Linked DNA regions of Mus musculus: region 2 is linked to region 1. The links are chromatin contacts, called in public Hi-C maps. All regions are on one chromosome and are shown on one strand. The core of a region is the stretch at or near the end of the contact, and the rest is flanking DNA. Distances in the headings are between cores, read along the strand shown. Region 1 holds the start of Nptx2 (neuronal pentraxin 2). Region 2 has its middle 36 kb from the start of Gm52796.

Region 1 (5,768 bases), core at 1,384-3,883:
GCAGAAAAATCTGTGGGCCCTGGGCTCTGTCACTCGCACAGCCCTTCTCATGGGTAGGGTGAGTCATGCACGCAGGATCTTTCAGGTGGACGGTTTCTGTGCTGTGAGGAAGAAATCAAGGCAGAGAGCCCACGCTGCCAGGAACAGGTTACAGCCACGACCACAGCATCTCCTTGTATGAAAGTCTATCTGCTGTTTACACAACCAGCCTCACCTTCTCTACTCTGCCTTCGCTACAGGAAATCCATTGCCCACACAGAAGAAAACCAATGTTTTGTAATGTTTGGCACGTGGAAGAGGGAGTCCTTCCTCCCAGAACTACCAGGCTCTTGAATAAAGCCAGAAGGGCCATTAAAGAGTTGACGCTAATTGCCTTATCTTTCCTACAAGGTCCAAAGAGGAGAAAATGGCTTGCCCCAAACCACTTAGCTAGTAACAGTTGGCATTGGGACTAGAAGGCCTCATTCCTAAACCAGCAGATTTTTCCATTGTACCAGGAAAACAAAACTGCAAATAGCATAAGTCCTCTGATTTTACTGTCTCCAGAGAAAATCATATCCTCAATGCCTGGGTCTTTCCATCTGGAATTTGGCAACTCTGCTGATCCCTTCTCATAGTGGGAACTCTTGTAGGAAGTCTAAGAGCAATTATTTTGGGGATATATGCTATTTTTATGTCTTCTTGTACATCACCTTCTTTGGTCAGGAGGAAATTAGAATTCTGGAAATACGTTTAATTATTAAAAGGACAAGCCTTGGCTTCAAGTAGTTGCAAATATGAATTATTAGTCCATGTCATGAAAGGGCTGGAGAACTACAAAGAAACAATGATAATCTATTTGTCACACCCAATTAAGATCTGCCCTGGCCTGGGAGTAAAAGAGCATTAAATCTGTGAGTGGTAACTTCAAGCAGCATGTCTATATTTGGGTAATTCTGAACATGCCTGGATTTGGTACCTTACAGCATCCTCTAAAAATGTACTACTTTAGAAAGTGTTTTGAGATTTTGTTGCCTTCGTGATTGCAGTTTGTGTGTGTGTGTGTGTGTGGGGGGTGTTATTTGAGCTTTTGAGTTTCCATGTAGCCAAAGAAAGAAAGTCTAGGAAGAAATGGTAGACTCAAGGTCAAATTCAACAAGGGGAAACTTCTTTGTGGTGAGTCTAGACAACAAAGCCATTAGCCCAGTGTTCACCCCCCTGCCTACACCCTACCTTTTCCATTGATGAATATTCTTACCTGAGCCATCCTCGCTTCTGAGTCCTGCTCTGGGTCCTGTGGAGACTGAATATCCTGTCTGTAGTTTTTAATCCTTGAAGAGATTTTTCATGAATAGAACTTTCCTTATAATTTAGCAACACTGTCCTTGAAAACCCCCACAACTATTTACATAACAGAAGCTATTGTTTGAAGTGCAAAACAGGTCAGAATTTGGTTCCCAGAGATTAATCACTGCAGTCTATTTTGTATTATCATAATAATTTCATTTATTTTGATACAATTTGTTTTCAGAATCAACCCCAGCTTCTTTGCACAAGTGACAAATCCATTTGTTTCTGGTAGAATGGGTAATGTGATTAATGACCTTGCAACAGGATTTCTTTAAAAAGGGGGAACTTTTTTTTTTTCATTTTTAATTCACAGTAAACCAGCTGAGTCTGTTAAGTGTGTAACTGTTCTGAACTTGTAAGCCATGGGTAAGATTTTGAAATACCCCCTCCCAATCTTTTGCGGGGTTTCTGGGTATTAATATTAGGCTTTCTCCAAGAATCTGATGATACTAGTCTCCAGGTGTAAAGTGGACTTGTTGGATTCCCGCATTAAAAAGAACGGGGCCCCAGTCTTTGCCATGGCCCCATCATGTTTATTCCGGCTGGATGTTCTCATCAAACCGAGGTCATGCGAAATAAATAAGGTCATGCCTAGAAGGATATTGTCCCCGCACAAGAACCTTCGAGTGAACTCGTGACTACTGCCTCCTGGTCTTCTGTGTGGGCATCCCCTTCTTTCTTGCAGCATCCAGGACCCACTTCTGTCCCTGCTGGTCTGTTTCTTTCTTTCTTTCTTTCTTTCTTTCTTTCTTTCTTGTTTTCTTCCGTTTTTCCCCTTGAGTTCTCTGGGGTTGGGCCTGGGATTTTGGGTACGCCTACAGACTGTCCGCCTCTGCAATCGACCGTCGTGCTTCCCGCGCCAGAACAAGGAAGCCCACGCGAGCCGCGTAGGTGGCTCGCGTGGAAGACCCGGGTTCGAGTCCCGCTGGGAGAATTCCTCCTAGGCAAGTGGAGTCATCTCGGTCAGGATTTCTCAGCCGGAAGCCGCGCCAACACCTCTCATCGTGGGCGGCAAGTTGTCCCCGGGGCTTCTTTGACCGTGCGGGGCCAGCCGACGCTTTCTCTGACCGTTTCCGAAGCCCAGTTTCCTTTCCTAAGGAGCCTTGGGGATCCTGCACTCGCGTCTCTGAAACCCAACCCACGACAGAACCCAGCCGCCTGGGCCAGCTTAGCAATGCGCCCGCGCCCCGCCCTCCGCGTGACGCGAACGCCGGCGGACCAATCAGAGAGCGCGGCGCGAGCCCCACGCGCCTGTGGCCCCACCCTCCAAGCTTAAGAAAGGGCGCGCGGGCAGAGCCCGGGCCAGAACGCCGCGCAAAGCGGAGAGCGGGTTTTTGCGACGGCAGGCGGCGCTTGTGCTGCCGTTTCCGTGCTGCACGCGGTTCCCTCGAGTGCCGCGCTCGGACAGACGTAGCCGGCCGCGAAGGCGCCCAGACGGCAAACCAGCGACCCATGCTGAAGTGAGCACACAGGTCAGCGAGATGCTGGCGCTGCTGACCGTCGGCGTGGCGCTCGCCGTGGCCGCCGGACGAGCCCAGGACAGCCCGATACCTGGCAGCCGCTTCGTGTGCACCGCGTTGCCCCCCGAAGCGGCGCGCGCCGGCTGCCCGCTGCCCGCGATGCCCATGCAGGGAGGCGCTCTGAGCCCCGAGGAGGAGCTGCGAGCCGCTGTGCTGCAGCTGCGCGAGACCGTCGTGCAGCAGAAGGAGACGCTGGGCGCCCAGCGAGAAGCCATCCGAGAGCTCACCGGCAAGCTGGCCCGCTGCGAGGGGCTGGCGGGCGGCAAGGCGCGCGGCACAGGCAAGGACACCATGGGCGACCTGCCGCGGGACCCGGGCCACGTCGTGGAGCAGCTTAGCCGCTCCTTGCAAACCCTCAAGGACCGCTTGGAGAGCCTCGAGGTACCTGTGCGCGGTGGCATCTAGCGGGTGGTGGTCCCCGGGATCGTGGGACTGAGGATGCGGGAGAAATGGGTACGTGGGCTGGCCGGGCGCCCCCATCCACGGGGAGAGCTGAGTTCGGGGGTGCAAGTCTCGCTCCTACTCTGGACCTTACTGTGATGGCCTCCCGTCTCCTTGTCCTCTTCTGTCCCCACGTTCGATGGGAAAGGTGAAATTCTCACCCCCATCTCCATTCCGTCGCGCGCGGGGACTTACCCACTAGACTCACCGTGAACTTACCGAGGTTTTTACCTAAAGAACCCAGACTGCCAAGCCTGGAGGGCAAAACCCGGTGACCCCGGCAGCCTGTTTCCTCTTTGCAAACCTCCACTTTCAGAAGCGGGACACGCTCCTGCTGGCTGTACCCAGTGCTGAGACTGCCACCGGAGGTCAGCTGCCCCTGGGCATCTGGTGTTTTCTTTGACAAATTGCGTCGGGGTGTGGGAGGACTGGTCTTGACTGATCTGCAGGATAGTGGAGGGGGAAAGCCAGCGACCCCAGGATGTAAGCAAGCCCCTTATTAACCTCAAAGACGCCTCTTCACAGAGTCAGCTTTTTTTTTTTTTTTTTTTTAAAGATGCCCTTAGCTATGACTTTAGGGGAACGGACTTTATCTCGCTATCTTCTCCCGTGGGTAATTTGGAACTTTGGGGGAGAAATCATCAATTAATTTTCATCTTACTTCCCACCTTGTTTAAGAAGTGTGGACATTTCTGTTAACAGCGTTTATCAAAAATACCTATTAGCAAAAATGAGGTTTAAATTACAGGTGTTAATTATTGCTAAATTATCGGAGTGTTGCTTTTGGCATGATTGCTATATACAGTATTCCCAGCATCTGTGGGTCCATGAGTCATGATTACTGAGAGCTCACACTTTTTGAGTTCTAAGTGTGACTCAGGCAGAGTATTTAATTTTAACCCTTGTAATAGAGAATGGCTCGAGGCAGGTCCAGTTTTCTACAGTTTATAATCTGGTACACTGGGACACAGGGATTCAGGCGCTTGCCAAGGGCTCATGGCTGAGGGTGGCTGGCAGCCTCCGAGCCAGCGTGATGGCAGAGGAGTGAGAGAAATAGGAAGTGAGGGTTTGGATACATTAAAAACGGAGCTGTCTGGGGTTTAGTAACGTATTATACCTGACCTTTTCCAGGAATATGGCAGAGCCCGTTTGCCCTTGTACCATTTTGGAACTTGGGGACCGTGTTCATTTCTAGATGAAAGCTCGCTGGCTTTGAGTACCATTGATTAACTGTTTGAAAAAAAAATCTTAACTGTGTTTTGGGCTTTTTATGACATAGAATTGTAGATGTTGGCCAAATTTTTAGGCTTTTTGGTAAGAGAAGAAAAGCAGCTTTTTCGAGAGGAGAAAGTGAGATTCACAAGTTTCAAATATTGCAGGGAAGTAATTTTTGTCTGACTTTGAAAGCCTTTCCCTACCAAAAAGGCGGCGGCGGCGGGGGGCGGGGGGGCATCAGTAAAATGTTCTCTTTGAGCCGCTTTGGAAGCTCCTTGCTGTGTGGTTGGGTCACTGGAGCTGCGTGCCACAGTTTCTATTCAGCTGGCCTGAATCTCTCTCCCTCCCACCCTTCCAAAGCTCCAGCTCCGCACAAATGTGTCTAACGCTGGGCTGCCGAGCGACTTCCGAGAGGTGCTCCAGCGGAGGCTCGGGGAGCTGGAGAGGCAGTTGCTACGCAAGGTGGCGGAGCTGGAAGATGAGAAGTCCCTGCTTCATAATGAGACCTCGGCTCACCGGCAGAAGACAGAGAGCACGCTGAACGCCCTGCTGCAGAGGGTGACTGAGCTGGAGCGAGGTAGGTGCTGTGCGCCCGCCCGCCCGCCCGGCGCTCTGTCTGAGAGTGGCCTCCTTTTTACCACTTCAGGCAGATCTAGGATTTCCATTTATGGACATAAGTGAAGCAGTGGTAGTGGCACAACATGGAGGTGTCCTTAGATGTCTGTGCTCACAGGGATTAGCTCCTAGCCCTACCAGCATTACCCTGGGGGGGGGGGGGAACAAAGGCACTCCAGACCAGCTTGGATAAACAGCCTGACCTCTGACCTCCTGCCGGATGTAACTAGTTCTGCCTCTGTTCATCTTGCCATCTCATGCTGTGTTAGGTAAGATTCAGACAGAATCTTTCGTGAGAGACAGAGGAGGAGATGAAGGCTCCTAAAGGCTTCAGTTTGTAGTCTCAACCCCCTAACTCTCTGGGTGACCCGTGGGGTTTTAGGTTTGGTGGTGGAGGGTATAGAATCAGATTCACTAAGATGACAAAGCCAAGTTCAATGTCATGATTGACAGGAGACCATCCAATAGAAAACTGTCCCATGACCCTGGTCGTGAACAGAAGGGTCAGGTGAAAGAGGGCGTGAGCTAATGGGCTATTATTTCATTCAGTCCCCGGTTTCCCCGAAACACTTTCCTGTTTTCTGTTATTTCCCTTGACTTACTTATTTGACTTAGATTCTGTTTTGTTGTTGTTGTTGTGGGGTTTGT
Region 2 (5,768 bases), core at 1,116-3,615, 160 kb after region 1:
CACACTCCCAACAGGGCTCAGAGGAAGCAGATGAGCCGCAGAGAAGGCAAGGTCACATGGATAATAAACACCCGGGCTGCCTCTGAGATGCAAACTGGCCTGGAAGTATATGAAGGGCTGTAGTTTTGACTCTTTGTTTTCCCATAATTCCCTCTTTCATGCTCATGCCTGGGTAGGGATGATGCAGGGCATGTGTAAAGGTGAATGGGCTCTGCGTGGGGCTGAGTCTGCTGTTTTGCCTACCCAGGTCTGGAGCAGACAGACCAACAGTCAACAAACTACCTTCCGCCTTTGAGATATTTTTGTCTTCTTTTCTGATGCCTGAGGGTTTGGAGGAAGACAGAAGGCCCTGACAATGACCACAAACCATTCTGACATCTGCTAGATGTCCCTGTCTCATGGGACAAATTGTGCCAATTAAAGCCTTGCTTTGTGGGGCTGCTGAGATGGCTCAGCAGTTAAGAGCACGTGAAGCTCTTGCAGAGGATCCACGTGTTGAGTGACACTATTCCCAGGGAGATGTGAAAAAACTTCTCCTCACCCCAACAGGAACTGATGTCAGACCAGAGTAAGATACCACCAAAGTCCAGCTTGGTGAGCTAGTATGTTTTACTGGGTTTGGTTATAGAAATATAGGTAAGGAATTACTTACAGAAGCAGAAATGACTCAAAGACAGTTGTATCACCAACGGTAACCCCAGTGTGGATAACAGCACACAGATCAGGGAAATCTAGAGCTCACTGTCCAACCTGCAGGCAGCTTAATAGGTTAAAGTATGTCTCCTTCAGACAGCTCAGTTGGCCCCAGCCTCTTCTAGACACCTTGTCTGAGAGTGTCCATTCAGCAGTTTTTACTGCTTACAAATACTGGAGGAGGGAAGGTCTTACTGAATCTGGTCAGTTTCAGGAACTTCCTGAAACTACTGAGTTCTTTACCTCCTGAGCTTAACAACTACCCTGCAATTTGGTAGGCTTCCCCTTTAACATCCTGTATCTTAAAGCAGCTTTTCATCCAAAATGGAAGGTTTTAACCAGGGAAGACACTGCTACATGATACTATGTTTGATTCCCAGCACCCACATGTTGGGTGCCTCACAACCATTCTGTAACTCCAGCTTTTGGGAGCTGAGGAGATGGCTCAACAATTAAAAGTGCTTGCTAAAAAGAAAAGGAAGTGTTTGCCATGAAAACATGAGGCCCAGAATACAGATCTCCGGAAACTCAAGTCAAAACCAGATAGGTTTGGTGATATATCCATAATTCTAGTTTCAAGAGTCAAGAGATGGACTCCCCAGAGCAAGGCATGCAGCAAGACTATCCATATCGGAGTGCTCGGTTTGACTGAGAGACCCTGCCTCATTGAGTAAAAGTGAAAGAGAAGTAGAGTATGATTCCCAACATCAGCCATATGCGCGCGCGCGCACACACACACACACACACACACACACACACACACATGCCCACCCAGATGCAAAAACATGCATACACATACACATGAAAAAAGGAAAAAAAAAAGAGTTGCTTTGGGGGCTCAGGATGTAACTGAATTCTCTAGGACTTGGCTAGATTTCATGAAGAATCCCTGAGTTTTGTTCCCAGCTCTGTGTAAAACTGAATGTGGGTTGCCTGGGAGATGAAGCCAGCAGAAGTATCAGGAGTTCAAAGTCATCTGTAGTTACTAAGTTCAAGGCTAGCCAGGGTTACATGAGACCCTGTTGCAAAACCAAAAACTGCAAGTGCTGTCATGACAGCTCAGCAGGTAAAAGTGATTGCCACAGAGCCCCGGCAACCTGGGTTCAATCCCTGGGACCCACATAGTGGGCAAGAGAAGCAAGCCCTGAGAGTTGTCATCTGATGCCTTCACACATGAGGTGACACGTGCATGCAGGCTTTTTACAGTGAAAGCATTGTCATGAGTTAGTGTATACTCAGGGCCAGAACTACCAGCTGTCCATAGCAATGACCATCCAGGACAAGTGGCCTTAGCTTCCCCTTCCATAGAGGACCTACACAGAGTTCAGCCTGCAGGGAGCACCGAGCACATCACATGTGGGTTACTGTGACTGTTGTGACCAAGCTGGATCTCTCTCCTGGCAGAGACCATGTTCCAGCCTGGAACTCTGCCTGGTAGGCCATCCCCTACAAAGATACAGAGGGTAGAGAGAAAAACCATCTCCATGACAACCACGATACCCCCCCCCAGATGGGTTATGAGGGGGTCACTTGCTTCCCATTTCCAGGCTACAAGCTGGCAACTGAAATCTACAGGCTGGAAAAACTAGAGTGAAGACAAGAGTGGCTTCTGGCAGCAGGCAGATCACAAGCTCCCTAGGTCCCCGGGCTGCAGCCTGAGCCAGAGCAAGGGAGAAAGTAGGGCAAAGCACCCGCCTGCGCAGCGCACCCTGCCTCCCTCCCACACTGCTACTTCCTAAAGCACTGGAAAGGGACCCGATGTTCCTGAAAACACCGGACCATGAGTGGGTCACGGGTCTCATGTGGGAACAGTTCAAAGTTTTAGTGTGACCACCTATGTCTATCAAGCTATGGGAGTCAGAAGTAGACAAGGGGATTCCAGAAATCCGTGGGGTATGCATCTGAGCCAAAAAGAGAAGAACCTTGACTTTCTGTGGCATTAAAAATAAAGAAAGAAAATAAAATAACTTCTGCATGGCTAAAGATAGAATTCAGGGCCTATTATGCTAGCTAGAGCCACGCCCTTATCCCCTCACTGGGGGATTCTGTGCAGGGGCTCTACCACTGAGCCACACCCCCGGCCTCTCACTGGGGGATTCTAGGCAGGGGCTCTACCACTGAGCCACGCCCCCGGCCTCTCACTGGGGGATTCTAGGCAGGGGCTCTACCACTGAGCCATGCCCCCCCCACCCCCACCCCCCCCACCCCCCACCCCCCCCCCCGGCCTCTCACTGGGGGATTCTAGGCAGGGGCTGTACTGCTGAACTGAACCTAGCCCCTTTTCTGCAGCTTTTGTGCATGCTTGAATGATCGTGTCTACTGGACACACTGACCACCTACGTTCTTTTATGGTATGAAGCAGATCTAGTATGAATGGTTCTGTACTGGCTAGTTTTGTGTCAACTTGACACAGCTGGAGTTATCACAGAGAAAGGAGCTTCAGTTGAGGAAATGCCTCCATGAGATACAACTGTAAGGCATTTTCTCAATTAGTGATCAAGGGGGAAAGGCCCCTTATGGGTGGTGCCATCTCTGGGCTGGTAGTCTTGGTTCTATAAGAGAGCAGGCTGAGCAAGCCAGGGGAAGCAAGCAAGCCAGTAAGTAACATCCCTCCATGGCCTCTGCATCAGCTCCTGCTTCCTGACCTGCTTGAATTCCAGTCCTGACTTCCTTTGGTGATGAACAGCAGTATGGAAGAGTAAGCTGAATAAACCCTTTCCTCCCCAACTTGCTTCTTGGTCCTGATGTTTGTGCAGGAATAGAAACTGACTGAGACAGGTTCTATCTCGTGTGGAGGGCTGAATGAGAATGTCCCTCATAGCCGCTTGAGCTCTTGGTCCCAGCTTGAGGGTTCTAATTTGGGACATTCAGGAAGTGCAGCTTTGCGGAGGAAGTGTGTCACTGGAGGCGGGCTTGGAGAAGGTACAACCTCATCCTACTTGCAGTTCGCTCTCTCTGCATTGCGCTTAGGGTTCAAGGTGTGAACTCTCAGCTACATATTCAAGCCACCATGCCTGTCTGCTGCCTCCGTTCTGCCATTGTGGAACCATAAGCCAAAATAAACCCTTTCTCCCATAAGTTGTCTTGGTCATGCTGTTTATCACAGCAACAGAAAGCAAATTGATACAGAACTTGGTAGCAGGATCATGCTGTGAAAGACCTGACTGGGTTTGGGGTAGATTATAGATGTCTTTTGGACTTTAGGGTAAATGTGAACAAAGAAACTCTTTCCTCCCAACGTTGCTCTATCACAGCAATAGAAACGGAAACATTCCATATAAGGCAACATAAGACAACCAGGGCTCAGAAAGGAAACCAAGCCAGGCATGGGAGCACAGACCTACAATCACAGCTACTCAAGAGGCTGGGGCAGGAGGATAACAAATTCAAAGCCATCCTGGGCTACAGAATGAATTCAAAGCCTGCCTAATAAGACTCTGTCTGGGGGCTGGAGAGATGGCTCAGCAGTTAAGAGCGCCGACTGCTCTTCCAGAGGTCCTGAGTTCAAATCCCAGCAGCCACATGGTGGCTCACAACCATCCGTAATGAGATCTGATGCTCTTCTGGTGTGTCTGAAGACAGCTACAGTGTGCTTTCATATAGTAATAAATAAATGTTAAAAAAAAGACTCTATTCCACAAAAAAAAAGCAAATGATAACTGAGATTATAATTTAGCTGTGGAACACTTGCCTAGATCTCTATGTCTAATTAACCCTTCAATCCCAAGAACACTTTCTGGCTAACACAGGAACACTGAGATGTCTCAGTCTATTTTCAGTTGCTTCGGCGGAATATTACAGACTGTGTCGTTTACAGAGATCGTCAGGATTTGGATATGAAGTGTCCTCCCCAAAAGTTTTTGTGTTGATGCTTGGTCCCCTGCCGGTGGATCCAATCTTTGTGACATGACTGGATCCTGAGAGTTCTGACTTCATCACTAGATTAACCCCTTGATTGATTCCTAATCTAATGGCATTATTAGGAGGTAGAATCAAGAAGGATGTAGGCCGGGTGGTGGTGATACATGACTTTAATCCCAGCACTCTGGGAGTGGGGAGATCTCTGAGTTCAAGGGCAGCCTGGTCTACAGGACAGCCGGGGCTATACAGAAAAACCATGCCTCATAAAAAAAAAAAAAAAGGGCGTGTATGCCTTTGAAGAATATCTTATCCCTGTTCCTTCTGTTAATTTATGCCTGTATGTGTGTGCACATTCATGCATATGTGTATGCACATGCGTGGAGGTCAGAGGGCAACCTCATGTGTCACTCATCGGACTCTGCTCATCTTTTTGTTTGTTTTGAGGCAGGTCTCTCAGTGTCCTGGAACTCACAGACAGGCTAGGCTGGCTGACCACCCAGCTCCAGGAAGCCACTGTCTTCATCCCCTGAGTGCAGGTGTTACAAACACACAACTATGCCCAAGTTTTTGGCTTTGGGAACCCAACTCAGGTCCTTTATGCTTAAAAAGCAAGTTCTTTACTGACCCCAAAGCCCTAGGTGCCACTTAAAAGTCCCATCTGGCTTCTTTCTTAGAATTTCACAATGAGTAACATCTCTCTTTTTTTAAGATTTAATTATTTATTTATTTATTTATTTATTTATTTATTTATTTATTATATGTAAGTACACTATAGCTGACTTTGGACACTCCAGAAGAGGGCGTCAGATCTCATTATAAATGGTTGTGAGCCACCATGTGGTTGCTGGGATTTGAACTCAAGACCTCTGGAAGAAGAGTCAGTGCTCTTAACCACTGAGCCATCTCTCCATCCCCAATGAGTAGCATTTCATCTGAGTTGGTGGCACACACCTACAATCCTAGCACTTGGGAGACTGAGGAGGATAAGTTCAAAGTCTGGGGTACAGAGTAAAACTCTATATCCAGATAGAAAGATGGGTGGGTGGGTGGGTGGGTGGGTGGATGTATAGAAAGATAGAAAGAAAGAAAGATAGATAGATAGATAGATAGATAGATAGATTGATTGATTGATTGATAGATAAGACTTACTGAGATAAACATAAAGATAGAAATGATTTAGAAATGTAAATGCAGGGTGCAAGTGTGTTGTGTAT

Evidence for each region. A called contact is a pair of places that touch in the nucleus more often than the background predicts.
Region 2: a Hi-C map of cerebral cortex shows a contact between it and region 1, with 2.0 times the contacts expected there. The contact joins the enhancer-like site here to the promoter of Nptx2 in region 1. A contact is called at or near these places in 10 of 484 Hi-C or Micro-C datasets (brain, cerebral cortex, cortical neurons and 4 more), 12 of 115 datasets of contacts at active chromatin or transcription factors (embryonic basal ganglia, embryonic forebrain, embryonic hindbrain and 5 more) and 1 of 9 other capture datasets (embryonic stem cells).

What each region holds. Positions count from the first base shown.
Region 1 is chr5:144,543,254-144,549,021 of GRCm38.p6, forward strand. Nptx2 (neuronal pentraxin 2) reads left to right here and starts at 2,634. Exons shown (of 5, transcript NM_016789.3): 1 at 2,634-3,230; 2 at 4,866-5,082. The coding sequence starts at 2,811.
Region 2 is chr5:144,705,571-144,711,338 of GRCm38.p6, forward strand. No RefSeq gene overlaps it. Among named protein-coding and RNA genes, the nearest start is that of Gm52796, 36 kb to the left of the region's middle. Within about 2 kb of position 2,366, at least 20 of the 459 cell types and tissues checked have an H3K27ac peak or open chromatin away from gene starts, as enhancers often do. A contact at or near this core is called in brain and cerebral cortex, where this site is marked.